2 separate regions of the Xenopus tropicalis genome follow, and region 2 is linked to region 1. Evidence: chromatin contacts called from public Hi-C data. All regions are on one chromosome and are shown on one strand. Each heading gives the region's core, a stretch centred on a gene start, on an enhancer-like site or on the middle of the called end of the contact. The rest is flanking DNA. Distances are from core to core; before and after follow the strand shown. Region 1 overlaps fryl (protein furry homolog-like). Region 2 overlaps fryl (protein furry homolog-like).

What was found. A called contact is a pair of places that touch in the nucleus more often than the background predicts.
Region 2: a contact with region 1 is called in a Hi-C map of neurula embryo, with 2.2 times the contacts expected there. The contact joins two enhancer-like sites. A contact is called at or near these places in 4 of 5 Hi-C or Micro-C datasets (brain, gastrula embryo, neurula embryo and 1 more).

The regions. Positions count from the first base shown.
Region 1 is chr1:38,976,088-38,978,727 of UCB_Xtro_10.0, forward strand. It overlaps fryl (protein furry homolog-like), which reads right to left. Exons shown (of 67, transcript XM_012955689.3): 32 at 1,047-1,157; 33 at 575-729; 34 at 377-476. Among named protein-coding and RNA genes, the nearest start is that of zar1, 46 kb to the left of the region's middle. Within about 2 kb of position 1,289, at least 1 of the 11 cell types and tissues checked has an H3K27ac peak or open chromatin away from gene starts, as enhancers often do. A contact at or near this core is called in neurula embryo, where this site is marked.
Region 2 is chr1:39,074,305-39,076,944 of UCB_Xtro_10.0, forward strand. The region is part of intron 3 of fryl (protein furry homolog-like); the gene reads right to left. Among named protein-coding and RNA genes, the nearest start is that of fryl, 46 kb to the right of the region's middle. Within about 2 kb of position 1,322, at least 6 of the 11 cell types and tissues checked have an H3K27ac peak or open chromatin away from gene starts, as enhancers often do. A contact at or near this core is called in neurula embryo, where this site is marked.

The sequences.
Region 1 (2,640 bases), core at 39-2,538:
AGAAGGCGAAATGTTCAAGCCAATGAAAAGCCAATGAAAAGTGAGCTTTGGAGTCAGCAGGCATTTTGGCTGCAACTATGAGCAGAAAATCCTATTTGCTGAGGTGTGCATTGGGCTATGGGAACAGAGGGCAGTTGATGGGTTGCATGGGCCCCTTATATCACCCAGAAGTAAGCCCAAGAAAGAAAGACTGACCGGAGTTAAACAATATATAGATTTAGCTATCTTTACAGACACTATTCAGGTACCAGGTAAACATCCATGCAAGCACAGTATGAATACAGAAAGCAGATAATGCGCAGGGAATGCGTGATACTATTTTCTTGGGTGCTGGACTTTGCCTTTCTCAGCATGGTAACACATAGTATTTACAAACCTGAAGTAATTGCATAGCAACTTCATAGATATCCCTGGCAGAGTCGGCTGCTTTAAACAGGATCAGATTAAGAAGAGTCACCGTGTCACACTGGTAATCCCTGTAGGGCATTTAAAGAAAATGAAGAGAGACCAAAATAAACAAAAACCCAAAAAATGCAATTTTTTGCTCTGACAGCAATGCCGTATGTAGTTATACCTGTTTTGGAAAACACTGGCTATAGCTTTAAAGCAGCCAGATGCCACCCGCTTGGAGCCAGTGTAGCAGCGGTCCACTGCCCAGTACATTAAATTGCTCTGGTCTGGATTAAGCTCAAGCAAAAGCATCACAGCCTCGCAGCCCAACTGGTGAACCTTTTGGGGAATAGAACAATGGGATCAGACAGACATGCATTCAACAAAAGAAAAAAAAAAGCAGAAACTAAAAATACACATTTTTATGAATGGTTACATCTCTCATATGATAGTGGCAGCACCTACACCCTAAACTACAAATTCACATGTAGTAAGGCTGCAGGCAGAATACTAAGACAGATATACAGAACATACAAATTAGGATAGAGATTCAGTATTCAGACACAAATCAGTGCAGATTTGTGTACAAGACCATATTATAAACCAATAGCAGAAGGTGAACACTGAACACCACATGTAGCAGAACTAGGAATTACCTTCTTGTCCTGGGAATCTAAAATATTATCCAACCATTTATACAAATATCCATCAGATGACAGGCCGACATTATCTGCAACAGGACCGCAGCACAGTACAGCGGACATAGCCTGCAAAACAATGGGAGAACATACATTGCCGGAGGCTGATTATAGAAAAAGGTTACACCCACAAGTGTACAGACCAAGTGTTAGTTATTGTCCAGGCCTAGAGAAGTGGCTCATTGGTTTGTCACTTGAAGCTGACTCAAGCTGGACAGCCTGGGTGTGATTACAGTGTCAGCTCCTAGTGCCTCAGGCTCCACGTTAGACTATAATCTGTAAAATGCTACGACACAAGTGAGATGTAGAGCAGAATGTTTAATTTACATGTTGATAATAAGCTCATAGTATTAGTCAGTTAAGTGGCATCACACCCAGAGCAGCAGTAAGATTGTGTAACAGTGATATGACAAGCCTCCTGATGTATTGCATTTTAAGTACTCGGTCAGGACAAGCTTTGGCTCAATTAATCGTTCAGCTTGAAATGTCTAAGTGCAACACTGTTTTGTCTCTTACCCATAAAGTTACATAGCAAAACTCATTATCTATAGGTGTGTCATACACTGGCTGCTACACGTACATGGGGAAATGAAAACCACCACTGGCTTAATGCACTTCATATCTAGTACTCCACTTTCTCAGAAGCTTATTCATAACTGGGTCCCTACTGTATGGCAGACCTTCTGCGCTGGTTAGATGCACAAAGTCTACTTTAAAGTAAAATGGGAACTCCACCCAAATACTAAAAATAATTAAATTCTGCATGATCAAAATATACATTAATCAACATCTTAAATGGTTATAAAATATCTATATATGTAATTGCTATTGATAGGGGGTTAAGTCTGGCTATTTCTATTTACTCTTTTCTTTTCACTCTCCAAGACTGCTGCATGGCTTCACAAGTTAGAACAACCCATGCAGAGAACAGAAGGGGATATACAAACACTGCATTAAATAGCAAATACATTCACAAGTAACATGAACACATTTAATTAAATGTTTAAGTAAAGAAAATTACTTGGAAATTGTTTAAAATAATAAAAAAAAAACAATGGAAAATGAATTCAAATTGCATTTTAATGTTTTTCATTATTTGGGTAGAGTTGTCTTTTGAGGAAAATCTAAAAAAATGTGACCTTTATGGAACCTACTGAATAAAGTCTTTTGTTGATAAAATGTTGATAAAATGCTGATAAAATGTCCCTTAAAAGGCACTACACCTTTTTTTATTATTATTTCCTTCTAAGTGACATGTACCTTTGTCAGGTTGTTGTCTCATAGCCATCCTCATCATCTCCCTTAGACATTTTAATGTATAATATTCTAATTACAAGAAGATGCGTATAGTGGCCCTTTAAAGAGATAGGGCTTATGGGTTCTAGCACCTTGCAAAATGCAAACAAAAATATTTTGTCACCCTAACAGGAATCATGTACTGTTGACTAAATAAATATTTCTTTCGCCCTGGCGTGCAAAGCTTCATCCACAATGCCCATATTATGAATGGCTCTTAATGCCAGGGTTTGGTGCAAATGTCCCAGTAAGTTGG
Region 2 (2,640 bases), core at 72-2,571, 98 kb after region 1:
AATAACATTCACCTCTTCCCTCCCATCCCCACAAAAGAATCTGTCAATACAATAACCCGATGTATATGAATATAAATGCTTTACATACTTGTCCAGAGCCATTCCTTTCGTAAGCAGCCAACATTTTTGCATTACAGGTATGGGATCCGTTATCCAGAAACCAGAGACCCAGAAAGCTCGGAATTAATGGAAGGCCGCCTTTTATTAAGTACATTTTAATCAAATAATTCAGATTTTTAAAAAGATTTCCTTTTTCTCTGTAATAATAAAACACCTTGTACTTAATCTCAACTAAGATAGAATTAGTCTATATTAGAGGCAAAGCAATAGTATTGGGTTCATTTCATGTTTAAATGATTTTTAAATAGACCTGAAGAATGATGCTACAAAGACCCCTTACCTGGAAAACCCCAGGTCCCAAGCATTCTGGATAACAGGTTCAATACCTGTACTATGTGCAGGAGACAACAATGGCAATGCAGACAAAAAATTAGTCCCCTAGAGGAAATCCATGCCAGGGAGGAACACGAACCTAACACCTTTGGGCTTTTTTTAATGTTTTGCCAAAAACAACAACTTCCCGCTGCATTCATTAGATGCACATATCTGTCACTATAAGTACATGATTATCAGTGACAGATCTGTAGATCTAATGAATGCAGCATGAATATGAATGCTTTAACAAGTATGTAAAGTATTCATATTCATATACATCAGGTTATTGTATTGACATACAATGTATTTATTTAGACAGAAGAGCCAGTATGCAGCAGAACTACCGGAATGCCGTAAAAATTCTGGTAGCACACTACTGGACACTTCATATTACCCAGTGAGTCACATGGTATTATTAAGGTGGGCACACCAGTTTGGTTATAGATAGTACTACCTGCCAGCAAACCCACAGGCCCAGTTCCCACTGAATTAAAACGTAAGTATTGCTTATTTAGGAAATGATGCTGGGAGTTGAATCATGATCCCCTTATTATCAGCACTCAGAGGGTTAAAGAGATTAATGCTACAAAGGGTATGAAAACAGCAGTATAAGCTAGTCACTGGAATTAGCTGGCATTTAACATTGTTACTGTAAGCCCCAGAGATTTACCCTTCAGTTCAGAAAACATGGCCCCTTCCAGTGCATTATTAAAGCCAACACCTGCAGTTCTAGTACATTTATACATATTATATTTACACAAACATATATTATTTACACACATTATGCACTGGTCAGCCAGTGGATCCTGAGCTGCTCTACACAGATCTAGAAAAACTAAACATAACTGGAAGACATTTCATAAACAGTGTGCTTTTATGCTACGGCTACGCCCCCATGCTTTGCTGAGAGGTACTACAAGCCTCTGGGCTACTGGCAGCAACAGATATTACATCTCAGTGCCATGGCACTGGAACACTTAAATTCCTGATGCTTTAGATCAGCTCTACATAGTTTATAATAAAAATGTTGTTTTCAAGTAATATGTAGAAGGGTAAGCACATTACAAACATCACTTACCCATTACGTCAAGGCCAAGTTAGAACAACATTGTGCCATAAATATAACACTAAACATTATCTGATTATGTAAAAAAATGTGGTGTCTTGCTAAAGTATACAGATTAAAGGTCAAGAGAAATATCATTAAAATATTGATATTACTTGACTGCATTTAGATATATGGAACTAAGGGCTCTTACAAGCATGCTTTTCCATGCAGTAGCTTTTTATACTTTCCATCGCACACAGAAACGTTAATAGTATTAATAGAGAGCAGTCTATTCTATTGTGCCAGCATCCACAGCACCTTGCTGATCCACTGAACATAGGCCAGATGCATTCTTCAGCTTCTCACCTGCGTTTGGCAATTCATATTACAGAACTATCCATTGGGACTGCACCATAATATTATGGCTCTACCTGCTATGCTTTCTATATATTATAACACTGCATTCAACAAGGGAACTCTGCCCTGTGTCCCGCACCAGGAGGAAAACCACAGCATATTGTGGGATCTACCAAACAAGCCTAAATAGACTCTCAGAATATTGTGAACAGGCACAGGGCCACCAACATTCTTACTGTGGGTCAAATTAGTATTATCCAGGCCTGTCTGCAACCTAATAAGACACCTCAGCAGCAAAGTCATAAAAGTGCCTTCCCCATTCAGCCCTACCTATACTATCCCATGATATTTATTTAACAGATATAGCCAAGGTTTCTGCTCATCCCGGCCAAGCCCCATTTGGTTTGTTGTGGATATATATATCAACAATTTAGCAAGAATGCAGCAGATCAGGTTAATTTGTGTTTTTCCTTGTAAACACCACCACCTGTTCCAGCTTTGTAACCCAAATGCATTCCTCACTTTGATTATTATGTTGGGTTGAAAACCCCACAGACTGTTCTTCCACTTTGGCTTATTCTTCCGCTTCTTCTTCTTCTTAGCGCCCCCCATTTTCTAAACGCTACTCCTCCTACAGTTTTAGGGGTACAACACCCAAACTCCCCACACTTCTTCACCCTATAGCGGAGCAGGTTGCTTGTGCTTTTCTAAGTGATCCTGCCCCCCGTCTTTTTGTGGCGCCGCTCCGAACCCCCCAATTTTTCCATTGACTTTGACAGGGAAGATTCAGTGACTTCATG